Regions from separate parts of the Triticum aestivum genome. Here region 2 is linked to region 1. The links are chromatin contacts, called in public Hi-C maps. All regions are on one chromosome and are shown on one strand. Each heading gives the region's core, a stretch centred on a gene start, on an enhancer-like site or on the middle of the called end of the contact. The rest is flanking DNA. Distances are from core to core; before and after follow the strand shown. Region 1 holds the start of LOC123122802 (ATP-dependent RNA helicase SUV3, mitochondrial). Region 2 holds the start of LOC123122806 (tRNA (guanine-N(7)-)-methyltransferase non-catalytic subunit wdr4).

The links. Hi-C and Micro-C count contacts between places; a contact is called where the count stands out from the background.
Region 2: a Hi-C map of leaf shows a contact between it and region 1, with 8 times the contacts expected there. The contact joins the promoter of LOC123122806 here to the promoter of LOC123122802 in region 1. A contact is called at or near these places in 3 of 5 Hi-C or Micro-C datasets (leaf and an unstated tissue) and 1 of 1 datasets of contacts at active chromatin or transcription factors (leaf).

What each region holds. Positions count from the first base shown.
Region 1 is chr5D:464,984,876-464,992,201 of IWGSC CS RefSeq v2.1, reverse strand. It overlaps LOC123122802 (ATP-dependent RNA helicase SUV3, mitochondrial), which reads left to right and starts at 2,087. Exons shown (of 17, transcript XM_044543144.1): 1 at 2,087-2,370; 2 at 4,264-4,381; 3 at 4,793-4,914; 4 at 4,995-5,185; 5 at 5,410-5,550; 6 at 6,364-6,486. The coding sequence starts at 2,316. It also overlaps the pseudogene LOC123122801.
Region 2 is chr5D:465,355,487-465,362,671 of IWGSC CS RefSeq v2.1, reverse strand. It overlaps LOC123122806 (tRNA (guanine-N(7)-)-methyltransferase non-catalytic subunit wdr4), which reads left to right and starts at 2,201. Exons shown (of 10, transcript XM_044543149.1): 1 at 2,201-2,499; 2 at 2,864-3,028; 3 at 3,322-3,502; 4 at 3,697-3,753; 5 at 3,837-3,907; 6 at 4,082-4,157; 7 at 4,252-4,311; 8 at 4,404-4,501; 9 at 4,581-4,641; 10 at 5,941-6,509. The coding sequence starts at 2,366. The coding sequence ends at 6,324.

The DNA.
Region 1 (7,326 bases), core at 838-3,337:
ATCTTGACAGTTTGATCCTGGCCACCACTGATTAGCTTATCTGTGTTATTCTGGAATATTATAGATCCACACCCACCATCATGAGCACGGATGGTGATCCTGCATGTAGATGGGATTGGTGTTTCCATGATGTCAACATACCCAGCTTCGGATCGCCGAATGACGCCATCAGCTTCTTGTTGTGCATGGTGTTGTATTCCGCCAGCGCCAAGCCCAGCTGCCTTTAGCTTTAGGACCATCTCCTCATACATCGCATTGGCCTGAACAATTTTTTCCACACCAGTTAAAGCAGCACTTTTTTAGTACATACAAATATTATGGGCACAGTTATCTATGTAAAACATACTGATAAATAAAGCATCCCTGACAGCTAACACAACCATAAATCAGTAAGCATTTAGCTCTTCTATTCCCACTCTTGTCAAGAAGCGAAAAGTGTTTCAACATTACATACAATTCCAAAAAGAGTCAAAGTTTTACGGATGAAAGGATCACTACTGTTATCTTGTAAACTTAAAGAGCTGAAGTATTTTAACAATAAAAACTGAGACTGAAGCAAACGATCACCAAATATAGTACAGCAAGTCCCTTGTGTTATGTCATGATACGCAATTAAGCATGCTGGCACTTAAGGTATCTCATCGTAGATCCACTGGTCGGGCGATTGATGCATTGCTAACAGGTGAGAAGATTATTATTTTTCTGTATCATATTAGTGGGCCTAACAGTTTCTTACAATCTTCAATTTGCGATAGTTTGTACAGGAATGGTGAAGTCTTAGCAATAGTAAAAGGAGACAACAGGGTACCTCATTAAGCTTCTCTGCCTCCACCATCTTCGCTTGCATCAATCGCTCAACCAGCTGTGTGTTCTCATGCTCCACAGCTTTAAGTTTTGTTAGCACCCGTTCAAGTTCGGCTTTAGCCGCCTGGTGCTCCTGAACGAGAAGATCTAAAGCGTTTGTCTTCTCTTCAAGTGACTGTTTTAGCTGTACGTTCTCTTCGCTGCAAAAGTTTCATCCGGACATCAACGGCAATGTTCATACTCAATTAAACACAGCAGCAAAACTATCCATCACATTCAATACCTAGTCTGCTGAAGTTCACTCTGCAAAGCCGTAATCAGTGCCTCCTTCTCTTTGAGCAGCGCTTTGGACGTTTTCGCCTCGTTTATCTCGGAAACGAGCTGCTCAGACAACCGGGATTGAGCCTTGTAGCACTGCTGCAGCTCCAACTCGTTCTTCTCGGCCTTCTCTTTCCACTCCAAAGCCTACAAAGAGGGTCAGCAAACCAGTCACTACACGCAGAAGGCACCAAAGAAGCTCCAAACGCAAGGATTAATACTTATTTTCGTGGATTACTCAGTGAAACTATTCGACATTGTGATTGTGCCACTCCTACTTGAGCAGCAGTCACTGTTTCACCGCGAGAGAGGAACAATCAACTTCACACAGCCGATCCCATCAGCACATTCTTTTTGAGACTTTATGTGGCTCGAATGCGTGTTCACTGGTGAAGTCAAATTGGCCCGATTCGATCCAAGCTCGCAAGATCAGTAAGAAGGGGATAGAGATTGGTACTTACGTGGGCGGCGAAGGGCCGGTTGAGCGCCTCGATGGCGGGGCGGTGGGCCCCCTCCTCGACGAGATGCCGCTGCCGCAGCGCCCGCAGCGCGCGCTGGATGGCCGCCTTGCCGGCATCTGCCTCCGCCTGCGTCCTGCACCGCCAACCCTTAAGCAAACGACGGAGGAATCACGAGATTTGCTGCTTAGTTCGAGGAAAGCTCACATGCTCGCGTCGATCCCGTCGGCGGCGTCGGCGGCGGAGGTGGCGTGCCCGGCGGTGCGGGGCGCCGCGGCGAGGGCGACTGACTTGGGTGGAGAGGAAGACGAAAGCGAAAGAGGAACGAAGCCGATGGGGTTGCGTGTCCGGGCCGCGAAGGGAGCCCGCCCGGTTCGATATGGACTGGGACGCTCGTAAGGTGGGCTCGACTCGGATACGGGCTGGAGGAGGAGTTGGGCCTGAAACCCACCTCGGAAGCAAAATGGGCCGAGCGAGATGCGGATGGGGCGGAATATTCCGGCCTTGGCGACCACGCGACGAACCGTCTTGACCAGCGACCGCGAGCGGCATCTCCGCCTCCCACGCCGCCTCGCTTCCCGGCGAAAGCCACGGCCGCCTCCGTCTTCCACCCCACCCAACCCCACGTGCCGTGCTCCGCACGTAAGTGCGCATTCCCCTCACCCCCCCTCGTCGCGGAGCTGGTTCTGGTGCCCCGCCATCTGAATTGTGCCATCGAGGGGAGCGTACGGCGAAATGGCGGTTGCCGCGCTCCTGCGCCGGGGGGCGCTCTCGTCGTCGTGCCGCCATGGTCAGTGCCCGCTTTCTTGAACGGCTTGTTGGGTTCCTGGGCGTCCTGTCTGTACTCCTGCGCGTGGTCCGTCCATGATGTTTCGTGAGCTGCTGTCAATGTCCGCCGGCGCACGTGCACGGTGTGTGTTCGGCGGAATGCCAGAGGCTGGGCGGGCGATATGCGGCGTTATAGTGTCGCCGATCGGGTCAGCCAATGTGTCAATTGTCTGGGGAAATGGAAGAAAAGGCACTAAATCATAGAATAGAATGGGATAATTAGACATGACCAATTGACCATGTCATACACACAATATAAGGGATATATATCATTGTTCACACGATGGCACGAATAAATCAGATATGACAAGTTCACACAAACCTGGGCAACTGTGGTAAGTTAATTTTGGTGCTCCAACAGAAAAGACCACCCCCAATGACAAGCAATGCTAGAACATCTGGAGCTGATGGAGATTCAACAATTTCCTCATCCCCTTTTCTTTTAAAAAATGACTGCATCCTCTGCTGTTTCAAGCACACACCACAGCCGTAATAGATGGGGTGAACACTACTGGGAGTGGACATCAAAATTTCAGTCAATCAACTTGGGTGTACTGAACATGCTTAACCAACACCAGGGTCCAGGGCGAGTGGGCTATGACCTCGGATTCGGCGTGCACTGCCGGCATGGGCGTGCCTTGTGCTGGCGGTGTGGCTTCAAACGCGGAGAAGCCGCGGACGCCGGCGCGTGGCTTGCCGGTGTGGGCAGATTTGGTCGGTGAGCCATGGGCATGCCGCATGCATCCACTCCAACCACCAGCCGAGAGCGGAGATGGAGGTCAGAAGGGGATCGAGGTCTCGGGGGAGAAGGTCTGTAGTTCAGAACTTAGGATAAGCTATCAGGCCACCGACGGCCGACGCCCAGCACTGGCGGTGGAGGCGGACGAACTCCATGGACGAGCCGACGTTTCTTTCTGAATCGCTCTATCTGATGATGGACTGAACCTACGCGAGGGGAATATACCTAGTAAAAATTTGTTTTCACTTTTGGAAGGGGGATTGTGGCTGGGTATTGTTCTGATGGATAGAGTATAGCTACAGATTTATCTTTATGTAGAGTACTTCTCGGTTGCAAAATAGACGTCCGAGAAAGCGTTGCATTGAACTTCTTTTAATTTTACCATTAGTTTGAACTCGTTTTTTTCCCTCAGATTTTTCTGTTTGTTACATTGGGGAAAATTGTTTTCTTGTACTTCATGTTTACAGTGGCATACATAAGCATCCATGCATGTTGTGTATAGATATGTGCTTTTTGTACTGAGATGGTCAGATTTAATGTATGCATATTCTGCTGTTAACCTGTGTAATGAGCTTAACAAGTACAGAGTTAGCTCGTGAGTTAAGCGAGCAGACCTGAGTTCATGTCTCAACTCGTTATGTTAAAGAGCCGGGCCAAGCTAACTCGATACTTTACACTTTGGTTATCTTAATTTATCTTGCCAACATATTCATATTGAAAATAATGGACAGAGTTCATCTTGGAAACTTTCGTCTTGAATGTAGGGGCTATAACCTTTATGGGGTTATGATATTATTGCTTAACCCAATGGAAGCAGTTCTTTTTGGGGTGAATATGTCATCTATGGAAACCTAGTCTGTTGTGATTTGAACAATATTATTCACTTCTGTAAGCACATTGGACCCCGAGAGCTATCAGTCGCACGTGCAGCTTCTCCTTACCATGCTACGTAGAAAAAGCAGAGTCAGGAGTGGCGCTCGCCACAGTGTGTTAGTCACTTGCATTGTTATTACCAATGTGGACTGTTAGTCTCTGCAATATGCTTTATGGTGCCAAAACTTTGGTAGGTTGGTCCATTGTGCTAAGATTTTTTTTTGTAACACCTTTTGTCTACAGATGTTTATATCCGTTGCCTTCTCTCCGATTCTGATCTACATCCCTTGGTCAATTCTGCCAATTTAAATTTTTGGAGGGGCAACCACAACTCTGGGAAGTTCGATTTCACTGATATGACGTAAGAATACATTTCGTTCCCCTTTCACTACCTAATATCCAAGTTTCCTCTACATATTCTTGCCAGTGTATAATGTGTGCATTATGTACCAATGTACTATATCTTCAAGGGAATCCATTTCTTGTCTGCTTAAAACAATTGTCTAGTGTGGGATGCTGGTATACAGTATGGTTCATCTAATTAAGTGAAAACAAAAGGAGGCAATATTATTCTTGTTTCAAATATGTGACACAACAGTGCTGCACAAGTGCACATGCTATTTTAGTTCGTTTAATTAGCCTAAGCAATCATCACACCAAAGTGCAATTTAACTTTTCGAGATTAATTACATGCCAAGATATGGTGTAAACACTGTTTTCCTCATTGTCCCATAAAGACTTGAATTAAGTTCTGTGCTATCTTGAGTAACAGGCATCCTCATTTATGGTATCCGAATGCCCGAGAAAAGAAGCGCAATGTATTTTTGCATGTTGGTCCTACAAACAGTGGGAAAACACATAATGCCCTCAAACGATTAGAAGCAAGCTCTTCAGGTACTGTTTTGATCTACCCAGTCAAACTGAAAGAGCATACAGTTTAAATGACTGCTCTTATTTCTAACCAAATGATGTAGGTGTGTACTGTGGACCTCTAAGATTGTTAGCACGGGAGGTAGCAGAAAGATTAAACAAAGCTAGTGTCCCGTGTAACTTGATTACTGGACAAGAAAGGGAAGAAATTGAAGGTGCAAAGCATAGCTCAGTGACGGTTGAGATGGCTGATGTGACGACTGAGTATCAGTGCGCTGTTATTGATGAAATTCAGGTATGTAGTGATCCACATTTTGTGCACTCGCTAGGAAAATGTATATTTGTACTGTATTATTATTATTTAAACTAGTGTCTATTGATATTTACAGATGAGAAAGTTGAGACCTATCAAGCTATTTTTTTCAATAAACCATCCAACTAACCGTACCTTCAACTGTCAACGAAATATTGTTTGGAATGTTCCTCATAATTCTTTTTTCATTTGCTTTGACGTAGTAGATGGTTGGCTGTAGAACAAGGGGTTGTTCATTTACACGTGCACTTCTGGGGCTTTGTTCAGATGAGCTTCATGTTTGTGGTGACCCAGCTGTTGTCCCTATTATTCAGCGATTGCTTGAAGCTACTGATGATGTGGTTACGGTAATTTAACCAAAACTCACGTAATTTCTGATGATTGTTAATGTATCCAGCATGTAATGTCTTCAACACATATGATAGTTGTCAAATTGAATTGTATTAAGCTTGCCACTTATGTTCCTCTGCCAGGATAATACACTAGTTATGAAATTGATTTTTTTTCCCACATGGATAGTAAATTTAATCCTTTGTACAGTAAGAGTAAGACGATGTAACTACTCAGTATTGGTAGGATGAAACAGTAGTAAATATCACGTCACATGTTTCCAAATTATCTCCCAGTTCAAGCAGACAGTGATTTTCTGAACTGGTCATATCTTACTTCCACACACAATTTTGTATGATGGAATCATGAAAATCAGGGATAACAAAATCAGTCTATTAGGCTTTCGCCCAAGGTATGCTTTCTAACCTGTTACTCAAGTAATGCTCTGTCATGTACCAGTTTTAAGCCTTCGCTTGAAATTTAGGTTGCAACCCAGTGTAGTAAGTAGCAAGTAATAACATTAATTTTGGACCTCTGCATGAAAACTGTGTGTGGTCATGTGGATCTTCTTTTTGTTAGAGTTGTGGATTGTTCTACAATTGCAGACAGTTTCCAAGTGAATTTTATTTACTTATCCTGCCCATCGTGCTATGTGGTACTCCCTCCGATCCATATTAATTATTATGGATGGGAGGGAGTAGTTATTTTTAGTGCTAATTCTGCTGAGTACTGATGCAAACATCTTGAGAACAATATGTCACATAGCAAATATCCTAACATGCTCATAGTCAAAAAATATGCTAACATGCTGGGTCTATGTTGCTGAACAGATTCAATATTATGAGAGACTATCTCCTTTGGTTCCTTTGAAGTCTACACTTGGGTCTTTTTCAAACATCAAGGCAGGGGATTGCATGGTAACGTTCTCACGGCGTGAGATATATAAGCTTAAGGTTGGTGTTCTTCAAGTGATATTCCATCAATGGTTCATTATTTTGGGAACATGTCATAAAATTAGAGGGTCATACAAAAGAAAACTGAGAAAGTCTCACTAGTTTTGGGGGGGAAAATATCAGAAACCCGAATTTCAACTTTATTTACCCTATCAACCCAATTGGATGTCAACATGTAAATATAAAAATGATCAAAACTCTCCATACCCATGTATGACAAAAACCCTTGAATCAAGAGCTGTTTAGCTCTCTATCCAATTTTAAATTTTGAACACCACACATCTTAATACCCAGAAAGAAAGGGAAGGGACAATTATTTGACCTTGGCAGTCAAACTTTTTTATGCCTGGAAACTGTACATCTGCATACCAGGAGTTAATTACAACTGATCTTGGTTCTTGGTATTGTGCTCAGTGAAGGAAACCAAAGTACATCCGTACCAAAGTAATTTGGGAAGGGGGAGGGGAGGTCACACGATTGGCACTCACTAAATAATATAGTTGATATGTCATGTTGCAGTGGCAATGGTAGTTTTGTGACATGATAGATACTTCATGAAACCTGTTTTCGTAGTTAGCAACCATCCAATCATCTCTGTTTCCTTTCACCTTTTCATGATACATGCTGGTTGAATATTCACAACAAATATAAGCAGTGAAAATTAAAATGCAATCCCATGACTATTTCCAGAAGAAACAGTTAAGCCAGGGCCGCCAGTACTGCAGTGCAAAGATTTGGTCCGGTGATCCTGCGCTTCCTAGCCTAACTAAAGGAGAATTTGGTGCTCATAGTACTTACCATTGTTAGTTTATACCCATAGTATGTGGTCGTGTGCACAAA
Region 2 (7,185 bases), core at 952-3,451, 370 kb before region 1:
GGAAACCCTAGATGGGTTTGGGCGCCCCCACCCCCTAGGAAACTTGCCCCCCAAGCCGGGAAGGGCGGCTGCCCTAGGGGTGGCGCCCCCACCTCTCCTGGTTACGTGAGAATGGTTGGGAGGGGCGCACAGCCCCTTAGTGGGCTGGTTTGCCCCTCCCCCTTGGCCCATAAGGCCCCCCAACGCTTGCCGGGGCCTCCGAAACCCCTTTCGGACATGCTGGCTATAGCCTGGTACCCCCGGAACAATTCCGGACTCCAATACCCTTCGTCCAATATACCGATCTTCACCTCCGGACCATTCCGGAGCTCCTCGTCATGTTCGGGATCTCATCCGGGACTCCGAACAACCTTCGGTAACCACATACTATTTCCCATAACAACTCTAGCGTCACCGAACCTACGGGTTCGAGAACCATGCAGACATGACCGAGACACCTCTCCGGCCAATAACCAATAGCGGGATCTGGATACCCATATTGGCTCCCACATGTTCCACGATGATCTCATCGGATGAACCACGATGTCGGGATTCAATCAATCCCGTATACAATTCCCTTTGTCTATCGGTATGTTACTTGCCCGAGATTCGATCGTCGGTATCCCAATACCTCGTTCAATCTCGTTACCGGCAAGTCTCTTTACTCGTTCCGTAACACATGATCCCGTGGCTAACTCATTAGTCACATTGAGCTCATTATGATGATGCATTACCGAGTGGGCCCAGAGATACCTCTCCGTCATACGGAGTGACAAATCCCAGTCTTGATTCGTGCCAACCCAACAGACACTTTCGGAGATGCCTGTAGTGCACCTTTATAGCCACCCAGTTACGTTGTAACGTTTGGTACACCCAAAGCATTCCTACAGTATCCGGGAGTTGCACAATCTCATGGTCTAAAGAAACGATACTTGACATTAGAAAAGCTCTTAGCAAACGAAGTACACGATCTTGTGCTATGCTTAGGATTGGGTCTTGTCCATCACATCATTCTCCTAATGATGTGATCCCGTTATCAATGACATCCAATGTCCATGGTCAGGAAACCATAACCATCTATTGATCAACGAGCTAGTCAACTAGAGGCTTACTAGGGACATGTTGTGGTCTATGTATTCACACATGTATTACGGTTTCCAGTTAATACAATTATAGCACGAACAATAGACAATTATCATGAATAAGGAAATATAATAATAACCATTTTATTATTGCCTCTAGGGCATATTTCCAACAACAACGATCAGCGGTCAGCCGCCAGCCACGTGTCGCGCTTTAGTCGCTTCCTCCAGATTTTGTTTTTATTTTTATTTTTCGCACACGTTTCCGGCTTTTTAAACGATTTTTTCCTGGTTTTTTCAACGTTTCGGTTTTCCAACGGTCTTCCTTAGCTTTTGGATAAAAAAATTACGCGAAAAAACGTGTTTTTCCACGAGAGTCACAGTTTTGATTTCGCGAGAGTCACGGCCGTGCCTCTCGGAAACGAAAAAAACGTCTTTTATGTTTTTTTTCTTCCACGGGAGGCATGGTTTTGGTTCCACTAGAGGCACGGGTGTGCTTTCGCGAGAGGCACGGCCGTGCCTCCTCGGAAACGAAAAAACGTGTTTTCTATTCTTTTTTGCTTTCATTATAGGCACGATTTTGCTTTCGCGAGAGGCACGTTTGTGATTTCGCGAGAGGCACGGGCCTCTTCGGAAAGGGAAAAAACCCGTGCTCCCGGTTTGGTTTTTTCCTCCGTTTTTTTCATGAAAAAAAGTTCGTCAAAACCTATCAACCTGGGATCTAGTTTTGAAGATCTCAACGCGATGAATCCAACGGTGAAAACGGTTCGTGATTTGGACACACGATTTAATAGATAAAACATTTTGAATAAACGGATCTACGAAAAAAAAGAAAAACTCCCAGGTTGCGACAAGTGGCGCACATGTAACGTGCCACTTGTCACAACCTGAAAAGATGGGAGTGATCTTTCCAATGAGTACTCCTCAATTAATGATTTCGTTCAAATGCCTGTTTGCAAAAATACTAGTATCCGGCGCCTGCAGCGCTAAATAGGATCCGCCAACTCGCATTCAACTAAGCATGCCCAAGATTCTCCACTAGGCCTTGCCTGCCATTGGCGAGGCCCAGTAAATTATGGGCTCTGGGCTCGATCAACATCCCGAGGTTCAACATCTTCAATCCACACACTCTCTAACGTTTCCCTCAGAAAGAGAAAAATAGAACTACACTGGCCACCGGGTCCCACGAAGAGCCGGCCATAAACCCTAGCAATTTCCCCACTCCCGAGCTCCCTCCCCGCCTCCCGCTCCTCGCGCTCGATTCGAACCCGACAGCAAATCCACGCTCTCCGCTGCTTGCCGCCATGGAGGACGCCGCGGTGGAGGAGGCGGAGGTGAGCGGCGCCGGCGAGTTCGCGCCGGCGCTCGTCGCCGCCCACCCGCTCGGCAACTCCGTCGCCGTCGCCGTCGGGCCCGAGCTCCGCGTGTTCGATCTCAAGTAAGGATTGATCTCTTCGCGTCCGGTGGGGCTTCCTGCATAACCTGGGGTCCTGTGTGTAGTGAAGTTCGTGTTTAGACCACAGTACCGCTAGATTTTGGTGGAGATTGGGGGTAATGCGCTCTTGAGCCGAGCTAGGTGCTTATCTTGTACCGACAGTAGTTTGGATTCAGATGTCTTATGTGTGGAAGAATGGCTACTGAATTTTAGATGTGTAAAACGTTTCTGCTGTCTATTTTGTAAAAGCTCGGGTGCATAGTTTTGTACTGTCTAATACACATACATACTTCTCATTGTAAAGTTTTATTTTTAATGCAATTTGCTTGATGAGCAATGCGAATGATGATTTGTTTTGTGCGTCCAGGGGCGGCTGTGCAGTTTCATTGTCAGATGATTCTGGTGGTTGTTCTCATTCGGATGCTATTAGAGCAATTTCGTTTAGTGCTGATGGTGCCTTGTTCGCATCTGCCGGTGATGATAAGCTTGTGAAGATCTGGAAGACTGACTCATGGCGCTGCATCCAGACTATGTGAGTGCTGCTTTTTTTTTTCTCAATCTTGCTAACACGATGAAGACACCAAATAGTGGACCTGTTATTTTGCACATATTCAGTCAATAAAGTGTCGTTCTGTTATATGGTGTGTGTCTGTATGAGAACCCTCTCCTTATCTTAGTAGCCTTTTATTTTGCATGTATTCAGTTGATAACTGCAATGAACTTGGTATTTGAAGAGTGCATATGTTTATTATTGTGCTCTTGTTAACACTACTAAATTTGTTGAGCATGCATATGATTTATTTTGCAATATTTTCACTTCTGCAGAACTTCTGAAAAGAGGGTTAGCGCAGTTGCTATTAGCAAAGATGGCCTGTATGTGACATTTGCAGATAAATTTGGTGTCATTTGGTTAGTTACTGTGGGGGAACATGGTGGAGGGCAGGTGTCATCTGATAACAAACCTGTCTCACTTTATGGTCACTACTGCAGTATTATTACTAGCATGGTATGGACAAATTTTCACCTTATGCACCATGTGTGATTTATCTGTGCCTCCTCCATTTCATATTCTATTAATTAGTAAACCTGTTGACAAATCTATTGTAGTCTGTCAGATTGTCACTGTGTCACACTTCAATAATTTTTTCTGTTCATGTCGATATAACCATGCTTACTTATATAATTTATTTGATAATGTAGAAATTCTCACCGGATGGACGCTTCATTGCCACTGCTGACCGGGACTTCAAAATCCGAGTATGGGACTTCTGTACTTCAAAGTAGTTGCCTTGGTGGGACAGTTCTGAGTTATTTGCTTACTCATGTAATTGTTTTTGCAGGTTACATCATTTCCAAAGAATCCCATAAAAGGGGCTCCTGAAATACAGAGCTTTTGCCTTGGACATACAGAGTATGTTCAGTTCACAGTGTATCTTTTTCTTCATTTTTTACAGTTCAAGTTCCTACCATATCTACACAGCCATGATTTTTTTTTAAATCATTATCCCAGTTGTTGTAGTTTCACAACTAAATGTTTTAACATAGTGGTTTATGTATTCCATAATTGAGGTGACTACTCATGCAGATTCGTTTCTTCCATTGCCTTCACAAGCCATTCTGGAGGATCAAGCTTTTTATTATCGGGAGGCGGTGATTCATCTGTGTGTACATATTCATTTTGAAATCTGGCATGTTGTCCGAATAAACTTAGCCAAAGCTTTCTTGTGATGTTGTTCCCTTTTTTATCTGTTTAAGGTTCGGTTATGGGATTACATAACTGGCTGCCTCCTTGATACATATGAAGTCAAAGACAAGGTAAAAGCTGGAAAATATTGTCTCAAGCTTTATGCCAGTTCGCAAAATTTCAAGCTATACTGTAGCTAATTAGTTCTTAAAACTACTTACAGGTGGGAGAACAGCCAAATGAAACTGAAGATAGCAATCTAGCCATTGCAGACTTGTGTTTGACAAATGATGACTCACTGGTTGCTGTAGCTATTCAAAGGTAAGGTTGAGTGATGGCATTTATTCAACATCTAATAAAGTGGTTTGTCAGTAACTTGGGTTCTTTTAAAACACTGCAGTTTGAATGGCATAATGCTCTTAGCATGTGATCTCGTAGCGAAGAAGTTGTCTTTTCTGAAGGTACATCTCTTTGTCAAGCAATCTTCACGTTCTTCAACACAACGGATTCAGATAGAAGAGCATTAGCAGAATCTTGTTTTAAAATGATATTTTTCGTATCATTACTACTGCTGTTAGTCTTATGCTGATCAATGGCTCTGTGTTGATTTATTAAAGGCTTAGTGTCTGCGCTATCCACTTGCTAGGCCTTGGTTCCAGAAAAGCTTTTCATATTAGTTATAGGTGTCTTGCAGCAGTTTAGCCTGTGCCGGTTAGATCATACTTAATTTACTACTCCCTCCGTTCCAAAATAGATGAGTCAACTTTGTATTAACTTTAGTACAAAGTTAGTATAAAGTTGGGTCATCTATTTTGGAACGGAGGGAGTAGCTATGAAGCCTAGCGCATGCCTTTGCAATTAAAATAACTGGTATAAATATCCATTTGCACTACCTAATATGTGATAAACCGGAGCTCGTTTTGGTAACTACTGTACCGAGGCCCAGGACGGGACAGCTGAAAGCCTGAAAGGATGCACTTCTTTTGTCTTTAGTGTTGTTTGTGAGTGAATATTCAGCCGAATCCCTTGAGTAGGCCGTATCCTAAGGCCTAACAATCTTGTATAAAAGTTTGAACTAAAAGGGTTAGGTAATAAGGCTAACAGAAGAAAGCAAGCAAATTGAAGGATGAGCAATCTATCAGTTGGGCTGGTTGCTGTACATGGCTATTGGCTAGTTCCTCAGCCGCACCTGACCACGAGACTGTATGTTGCTGTCCTGACATAACAAATAGAGTTTCTTAACTAAGGTGTGGCTAGGTCTCAGTCGACTGAGATTTAACCAAGTCTCAGTCAAGTGACATAGCATGCAAGAGAGAAAAAGAAAAAACTGAAAAGAAAATTTTGCACGGATTCTTAATGTGAGATCTCACGGATATAGCATTGACTGAGACTTAACGAAGTCTCAGTCGACTGAGACTTAGCAAGACTGATTAACTAATCTGGTTAAAGAATGATTTGGAGTAGCTTTACTAGGCCTGCTAATTAGTAACTACTAGTTAGTTAAATTTAAAGATTTGATGCTTAATACATGTCTCTTGCCATCTTGCTGCATCCTCAGTCTGCTTACTGGTAATTCTGGGTGTATGCATCCTGCATGTGCCAACAAGCTCTTGAAATCATCATGTTATTGCAAAGGCCAGCTGTTGTTTTGGTTGTGTGCATTGCCCGTTTCCTTTTTGACTCGCAACCTAATAATCTCTTGTTTGCAGAGTTGTTTACAAATCATCTACCTATAACTTATGCCTCGTGCCCACTTGCAGGTGATTACGACGGAAAAGAGCTACATTCCCACTAGCTTAGCCTACAGCTCATCCGCAGATCTTCTGTGGACTGTCATGGGCGCATCAAACATGCCTAACCAGGCCGCCTCCCAGTTACTAACCCGTGTCAGAATCATCCCCCGCTCCCAGAAGGATCTATCAGCCGACCCTGCGGTCCTGGAGGACAGCGAAGTACCACATGGCGAGAAGCTTCTGCTGGCGCTGCAGGGAAGCCTTGACGCCTCAAAGCAGGAGGAGGTGCTGGCGGCGGTGCTGGCCGCCCTCAGAGTCTCGATGCACAAGATGCTGGTGAAGAAGAACTACTCGGAGGAGAGGCGGGAGCAGCGGAAGAGGGGCAGGAACGATAAGAAGATCAAGAAGTAAGCTCTGCCTGGCCTGCAAACACCACCAGATCACGGGTCCTCGCCGCCGCGTTGTACCATGAGAGGCCGAGAGTGCAAGAAAGAAATGTACTGACAAAATGTGAGAACAGGCTCAGCGACCATTTTTTCTTGCGAGTTGTAATCCAATGGCAGGGCGGCTGGTTACGCAAACTGTTTCGGTCGAAATGGCACATTGTCTGTTAAGTTGCAGCCCGTGATTGTCACGAGCTGTGACATGGAATGTTAGCTGCACGCATCACTATCGTCTGGTAATCACCGTCAGACGAGTTCGTTTTTAGGGAATTGCTGCAGCCTGCAGCTCTAAACTGCGTGCTCCCTGATTGCTTTGCCGTCGCGATCTCAACAGATGGAGGGCGTGCGAGGATGCCTACCCGGCCGCGGCCGTTGTCGTCCCTTTGACGTGACACGATCTTGGATATGACGGCGGTGAGGACAAGGTTCTCGTGGCCCTTCCGCTTTCGCGACGCAACGCGGAAGGCTTCCGCGCAATGATCGTCTCAACGTGATGCGCCTGCCTGCCTCTTGGCGTTTCTCCGCACATGTCGTGTCTTAGCTCTCAAACGGAGAAGAATATTTCCCAGCGATCGCCGGTTTGTCTTTAGTATTTTGTACTCTACATTATTAGGGAGTTCACAGCTTGTCGTCCAGGGCCAGACGAAGGGTTGCTAATCAGGGGCCCGGCCGGGGAATTTATTCTCACGCACCTAAGATAAGAACCCTGTCCGGTGGTGATTAATTAGGGAGAGATGCAAAGGCGAGCACGGTTGATGAGATGGTTAAGAGTTCTGCACAAGAAAGCATTTTCCGTCTTAAGCTGACTAAGACGGCTGCCTGCCATGCC